Regions from separate parts of the Danio rerio genome. Here region 1 is linked to region 2. The links are chromatin contacts, called in public HiCAR-type maps. All regions are on one chromosome and are shown on one strand. Each heading gives the region's core, a stretch centred on a gene start, on an enhancer-like site or on the middle of the called end of the contact. The rest is flanking DNA. Distances are from core to core; before and after follow the strand shown. Region 1 holds the start of ssbp1 (single-stranded DNA binding protein 1). Region 2 holds the start of LOC101885512 (apoptosis facilitator Bcl-2-like protein 14).

Region 1 (3,155 bases), core at 605-3,104, 140 kb before region 2:
TGTTTTCAGGAACTCGGTGTACCTCAAGGCCTCAAAAATAAAAACAATATTTGACATTATCATCTGTGTCTCTCTGAAATGTTTTTATTAAGCATGTTAATTACTGATTGTTGTATTTTATTATTATTTTTTTTTTACAGTAATAGCAATATGTTTCTACTTTTTAAATTATTTTTTGCATTTACCATTTTAATTCCGCTGGAAATTATAATACAAAATGATAATATTAAGTGATATTTATCCCATGTTGTTTAGTGTTTTCCTTGACATGCATATATATATATATATATATATATATATATATATATATATATATATATATATATATATATATATATATATATATATATATATATATATATATATAATATTAAGGATATATATATATATATATATATATATATATATATATATATATATATATATATATATATATATATATATATATATATATATATATATATATATATATATATATATATATTATATTATCTCAAACTAGACTAATTTTTGAACTAAAAAATGAAATAACTATTTGTTTATTATACTAAAAGGAAATAAAAATGGTCTAAAATTTAAATAAAGTAATACATTTTTATTAAAACACTTACTAATACCATACTAATTAAAATAAATAAATAAACATCTTTATTAACTTTATTGATTATTAAAAATTATTAATATTACATGTGTTGTTGATAATTTTGTATTATTCCTTCATTCATTTTCTTTTCATTTTAGTCCTGAGTCTAGACTGGAGTCGCCACAGCGGAATGAACCGCCAACTTATTCAGCATATGTTTTACACAGCAGAGGCCCTTAATTCCAGCTGCAATCCATCACTGGGAAGCATCTATACACACTCATCCACACACATACACTATGGAAAATTTAGCTTGCCTAATTCACCTATACTGCATGTCTTTGGACTTGTGAGGGAAACCGATGCCAACACAATGAGAACATACAAACTCCACACAGAAATGCCAACTGACTCAGCCAGCAACTTTCTTGCTATGAGGCGATCGTGTATTATACATAATACATACATTATTATGAACTGCTTTAAATAATTTCCATAATCAGCATACATTTGCAAAATGTTTGTCTTTATTTCACTTGCTCTAGATCAGGGGTTCCCATACTTTTCAGCCCGCGACCCCCAAAATAACAATGCCAGTGACTCGCGACCCCCAATATCCTCTAAGGTGGTTATAAATACAGAAATCTTGCATGCAATGACGCAGACACACCAATTAAATTTGTGTCAGTGCTTTAAATGTGCCAGAAAGTATAACCTGATGTTATCAAATCAAAATGTACTGATGCTATTGCTGCCTTTAATATAATGTAATTACCCCAGGGGTCGCAATCCAATAGATCTAGTAACTATAAGCTACTATAGTAACTATATAGTATATAGTAACTATAAACGACTATTTTTATTTTCAGTATAGTCATGGATAAAATATGTTAATTCTTATGGTTTAATAAAAATAAATCGATTTTTGGAAATCACCAGGCGACCCCCCCTTCATTGCCCCGCGATCCCTTGGGGGGTCCCGACCCCCACTTTGGGAACCACTGCTCTAGATCACCATCTGCATTATTGTTAGATTTGTACATTTATAATGTTTAGTTTGGGTCTGTAACGAGGTTTAATATTTTAATTTTAAGTTTAATATTTAAGTTTAGTAATATTAAGGATATTATTAAGGCTAAAAAGTAATACAACATCACTTTACCAAAAAGGTTTTATAAACAAAAAGAATCGCTGTTTATGACTATGTTGAACCGGAACTGACGTTATATGTTTCTTTTGCTCCTGGGGAATGTTTATGAAGACGCACCGGAAACAGCGTGGGGTTATTGCAGCCTTCTCAAGATCTACTGGATTTGTAAGTCAAAAGTTTACATTTACATTTCTATTTGATATAAAGTGCTAAGTCAATACTCCGTATAAAATCGGCGTACACTCGCTGTTCCGAATATCTCAAATACGTGACCCGTATTAATGTAACTTAAGTGCATGGCGGTAGATTAACATGTGTCTCTTCATTGGATTTGCCGAAAGTAGATACAGAACCTCCAACTAAATCATGACATCGCAGTCTTTATAAGAATCAGACAAAAGTTCTGATTTTAACTGTATGCAATTCACAAATATGTACACGTCTTCTTGCAGAATTTATCTCTCGTTTAATAATAATGGATTTAAAAGTTAAATAAAAGCTAACATAAAATGTACATTTTAAATCTTTTTTGATGCATGATGACAATCTTTTTGAGCATATACGTATTTTTTAGTGCTTTTCTTTTATTGTCTATTGATGATGTCAAACAGTTGTTTCCTGTATTATATTATTACACTTGTCATTTATATTACTATGCCTAATCGCAGTGTTTCCTTAAAAGTTTTTCATTAAATCACTAATTTGTTTTAATTATGTTATTTTCTCTTTATCAGTCTGGATGACATATCGGTAAACATTATAGCACCATCGACGCAGCAGAGATGTTGAGAAACGCCTCCGCACAGGTAACAATACAAGAAGTATACAAAAAAGTATTATGTTCAGGTTTGTTGTATTGTGTTATGATGAGCTGTTTGATTCTGATTATTAAATGGCTGTTTTATTCTGTCCTGACAGATACTGAAACAGTTTGTCCGTCATAGGACCACAGACGCAAGTCTGACCTTGGAGAAATGTGAGGATTTATCAGACACCACACACACATTGCTTTTTCTTCCAGTAGTTTGACCTGTTGTTTGACACTTTTGAGAGCTGTCAAACAACATTGTAATCAACTCGTTGTTTACTCCAGGGTTTCTGTGGGGTCTTAAAATGTCTTAAATATATCAAAATCCAAATTTAAGGACTTAAAAAGTCTTAAATTTACTGAAATATTGTGTTGTAGGTCTTAAATCTTTGTTAACATGTCTTAATTTTACTTTGTTCATGTATTGCTACAAAATCTGGACAAAACCCCATACAATCACCAACAATCATCTCATCAAAACTTTACAATTTTTATTTAAAAAGAGGTCATTTTTAACTCTATTTATCATAATAGTGTAATTATTTTCCTTACAATAACATTTCTTTAAACGTTCTTCATGTATTTATTGCTGAGGATCCTGACCTGGACAGAAT
Region 2 (3,563 bases), core at 215-2,714:
ATAAAAATCCACAAATTCCTGCATAAATAAAATAATAAATAATAAATATGCAATTAAATAAATGTACACAAAAATCCAAAAATTCCTGCATAAATAAAATAATAAATATGCAATTAAATAAATGTACATAAAAATCCACAAATTCCTGCATAGATAAAATAATAAATAATAAATATGCAATTAAATAAATGTACACAAAAAATCCAAAAATTCCTGCATAAATAAAATAATAAATAATAAATATGCAATTAAATAAATGTACACAAAAATCCAAAAATTCCTGCATAAATAAAATAATAAATATGCAATTAAATAAATGAACATAAAAATCCACAAATTCCTGCATAAATGAATTAATAAATATGCAAATAAAAAATGCATTTAAAAATCCAGAAATTCCTGCATAAATAAAATAACAAACAATAAATATGCAAATAAATAAATGTATATAAAAATTTACATTTTCCTGCATAAATAAATATATAAATAATGAATAGTGCTGGCAGGTAAATAATTAAATAAATTACACAAATGTTGAAAAAACTGAAGGTTTATTTCCCCCCATTTCAAATGTTTATTCATTCATTCTCATTAGTATGTTGACCTGAGGAAAAGTAAATCCGGAATTACATTCAGGAAATTAATAAACATTTGAAAGGGGGGGAAATAAACTTTCAATTTAGCATTTTTTTTTACCCCAATATTCGTGCAAATTTATATACTTTTCCTTATTTATTTGCATATTATTTAAAGTTTTATGTATTTATTTATTTGCATATTATTTAATGTTTTATTTATTTATTTGCATATTATTTAAAGTTTTATGTATTTATTTATTTGCATATTATTTAATGTTTTATTTATTTATTTGCATATTATTTAAAGTTTTATGTATTTATTTTTTTGCATATTATTTAATGTTTTATTTATTTATTTGTATATTATTTAAAGTTTTATGTATTTATTTTTTTGCATATTATTTAATGTTTTATGTATTTATTTGCATATTATTTAATGTTTTATTTGTTAGTGTATTTGCGTATTTATTTATTTATTTATTGTTTTTGCAGGTTTAGTCCTCAACAGATTTTGATTGTTTTTAAAAGTAAACCAAGATTAATTTAGCTTCTGGAGTTCGTGTATCTTGATTTAAGTTATGTGTTCTAGAAAACAGACGTAAGTTCAACGTAAATAAAACCCTTTTAATTTTGTAGGGAGATGACTTACATTTTTACTCCTTTGCTCTCTCTTTATGCAGAAACCAATCAAAACTTTTAAAATGTACATTAATTTTTCCATTTAAAGTCTCTTTTTATTCTTATTTCCACTTTAACTGTTCTGCTGAATCATTTAACTCGTCTATCCAAGTTAGCCTGTGACTAAAAAGTCTTGTGACTCTGCGTTGACGTCGGCCACGCCCACTTCCATTCAAACAAAACCAAAACCTTTGCCCTGCTTAACTTAGTTGTCATAAAGCGAGGAGACCAAGAGAAGCAGCAAGTCATGTAAGTATTTCCACTTTCCTATTTGTATTCTTCACTTTGAGAAAGTTAACAGTGCCTATAGCAGACTGCTGTACTGTTTGTAGTTGTTTTGATATGTTTGGTTTAAACTTCCGTGACTTCTTGTAAGTTACTCGTCAGTTTAAATGTTGAAATATGTCGAGAATGAGATACAATCACATCAAATCCTGATCAAATCACGTACAAGTGTTTTCTGTAGGACTAAAGCAACAGGGAAACGGAGTTTAATGGCGAGGGTTTATGGACATGCCCAGGCACAGTATCTACCATAGGCTATACATCAGCGATCGCTAGTTAATACTGTAATAAATAAAAATCATAATCTGAATTACTTTTGGATAAACTTTCCTGATTTTACTACTAAATACTTTCAATACAAGTACAGTGTTTATTTAAATTATTTAAATAAAATATTTTATTTAATTTCTTTAATGTGTATTTACTTACTTTAATTAAAAAAATACTATAGTGTTTAATCGTAAGTTTTATTGTGTTTCTGAGCAATATAATATACAATATTTACAGCTTTTTGTTAATGAATTCTACAGAATACTGTAGTATTAACATACTGTGAACTAATAAATAATTAATTATATAATTAATTATTAATAGTTTGTTATAACTAATAAAATTTTTTTGTATATTATAGCTTTTACTACAGTAAACTGTGGTGTATTGTAGTAAATATATCGTCTTGTTAAAATTAGTTTATTGGGTACTTTAATATTTAATATATGAAGAGTTCAGATGCAAAAACCTCTAGAAGCTGTTTAAAATTTCCTTTTAAAATGAGCATTTTCATAAGGCTCCTGTATGTAGGTTCAGTAATATCAAGTTTATGGCAAAGAATGCACTCTTTTAAAGGTCTTTAAAATTAAATAACAACATAAACATAGGAGTCTGAGAAAAAAAAGGCTTTTTTTTTCTATGAAAATTTCAGACGCACTTAGAGGTTTTTGCATCTGAACTCTTCATATAGTAGTCAATATTCGAAGTGAATCAAAAAAGTTACTCAAAATTGTTCAAAGACAAATAAATAAAGTATTGTTTATTAGTTTTAGGACAGCTTTGACAAAAGGAGAAGATCCACTTTTAATGTTTTTGACTATAGCTGTTACCGCATTAACCACAGTTATCATGTATAACCACAGCCACTATATAATTACCACCCCACATATTAATTTAAGTACTTTACTATAGTTTTAAAATGTATTTACTGTAAATTACTATAGTATTTTTTTCTTGTGTGTGTGTGTGTGTGTGTGTGTGTTCAGTAGAATGCAGCTGAAAATGACTAAATGATTGTAATTTAAAAGTTTTATGCATATATTTTAATTTAATACACATCAAAATAAGTGTACCTAATGTGGAATAATATTTAATTACTGCATATTTTTACATTTTAGGTTGAGTGAAGTTATTTGAAATGATAAAGTAGACCTTTTACAGTTGAAATCACAATTATTACAAGCCTTTAAATGTCACTTTAAGCTGTATAGGAGTTTCTTGAGAAATATCTAGTCAAATATTATTCACTGTCATCATGGCAAAGATAAAATAAATCTGTAATTAGAGATGAGTTATTAAAAGTTATTAGTTTTAATGTGTACAAAATCTTTTCTCCAATAAACAGAACTTGGGGAGAAAACAGGGGGGCTAATAATTCAGGGTGTTTAATAATTCTGACTTCAACTGTTTATGCATTTAATTTTCTTTCTGTGTAAAGTTTTGTAAATTGACTATTTATACATTTAAAAGTTATTTTTAAATGCATTGTTTTCTTTATTAAATAATATTAAAAATCACAATTTCACATTCAAATATGTCTATTTATTAGTCAATTCAAAATAAATAGTGAATTATTTATACACATTTTAATGCTTAAATTATTACATTGATAATTTAATTCTTAATTTTATTTCTAACCGGCACTACTGGTCCTCCATACCATAGTGTTTGTTTGTTTGTTTGTTTGTTTGTTTGTTTGTTAGACTTTATTAATCCCAACGGGAAATTCACATGTCACCGCAGAGCTCTCCA

The links. HiCAR-type assays count read pairs that join an accessible place to other places.
Region 1: a HiCAR-type map of caudal fin shows a contact between it and region 2, with 5 times the contacts expected there. The contact joins the promoter of ssbp1 here to the promoter of LOC101885512 in region 2. A contact is called at or near these places in 1 of 18 Hi-C or Micro-C datasets (caudal fin) and 2 of 4 datasets of contacts at active chromatin or transcription factors (caudal fin and embryo).

What each region holds. Positions count from the first base shown.
Region 1 is chr4:5,118,658-5,121,812 of GRCz12tu, reverse strand. ssbp1 (single-stranded DNA binding protein 1) reads left to right here and starts at 1,854. Exons shown (of 7, transcript NM_001017806.1): 1 at 1,854-1,898; 2 at 2,468-2,539; 3 at 2,652-2,709. The coding sequence starts at 2,516. It overlaps si:ch211-258f14.2, which reads left to right. Exons shown (of 13, transcript XR_012401756.1): 13 at 1-59.
Region 2 is chr4:4,974,227-4,977,789 of GRCz12tu, reverse strand. It overlaps LOC101885512 (apoptosis facilitator Bcl-2-like protein 14), which reads left to right and starts at 1,464. Exons shown (of 5, transcript NM_001328001.1): 1 at 1,464-1,505. The coding sequence starts at 1,504.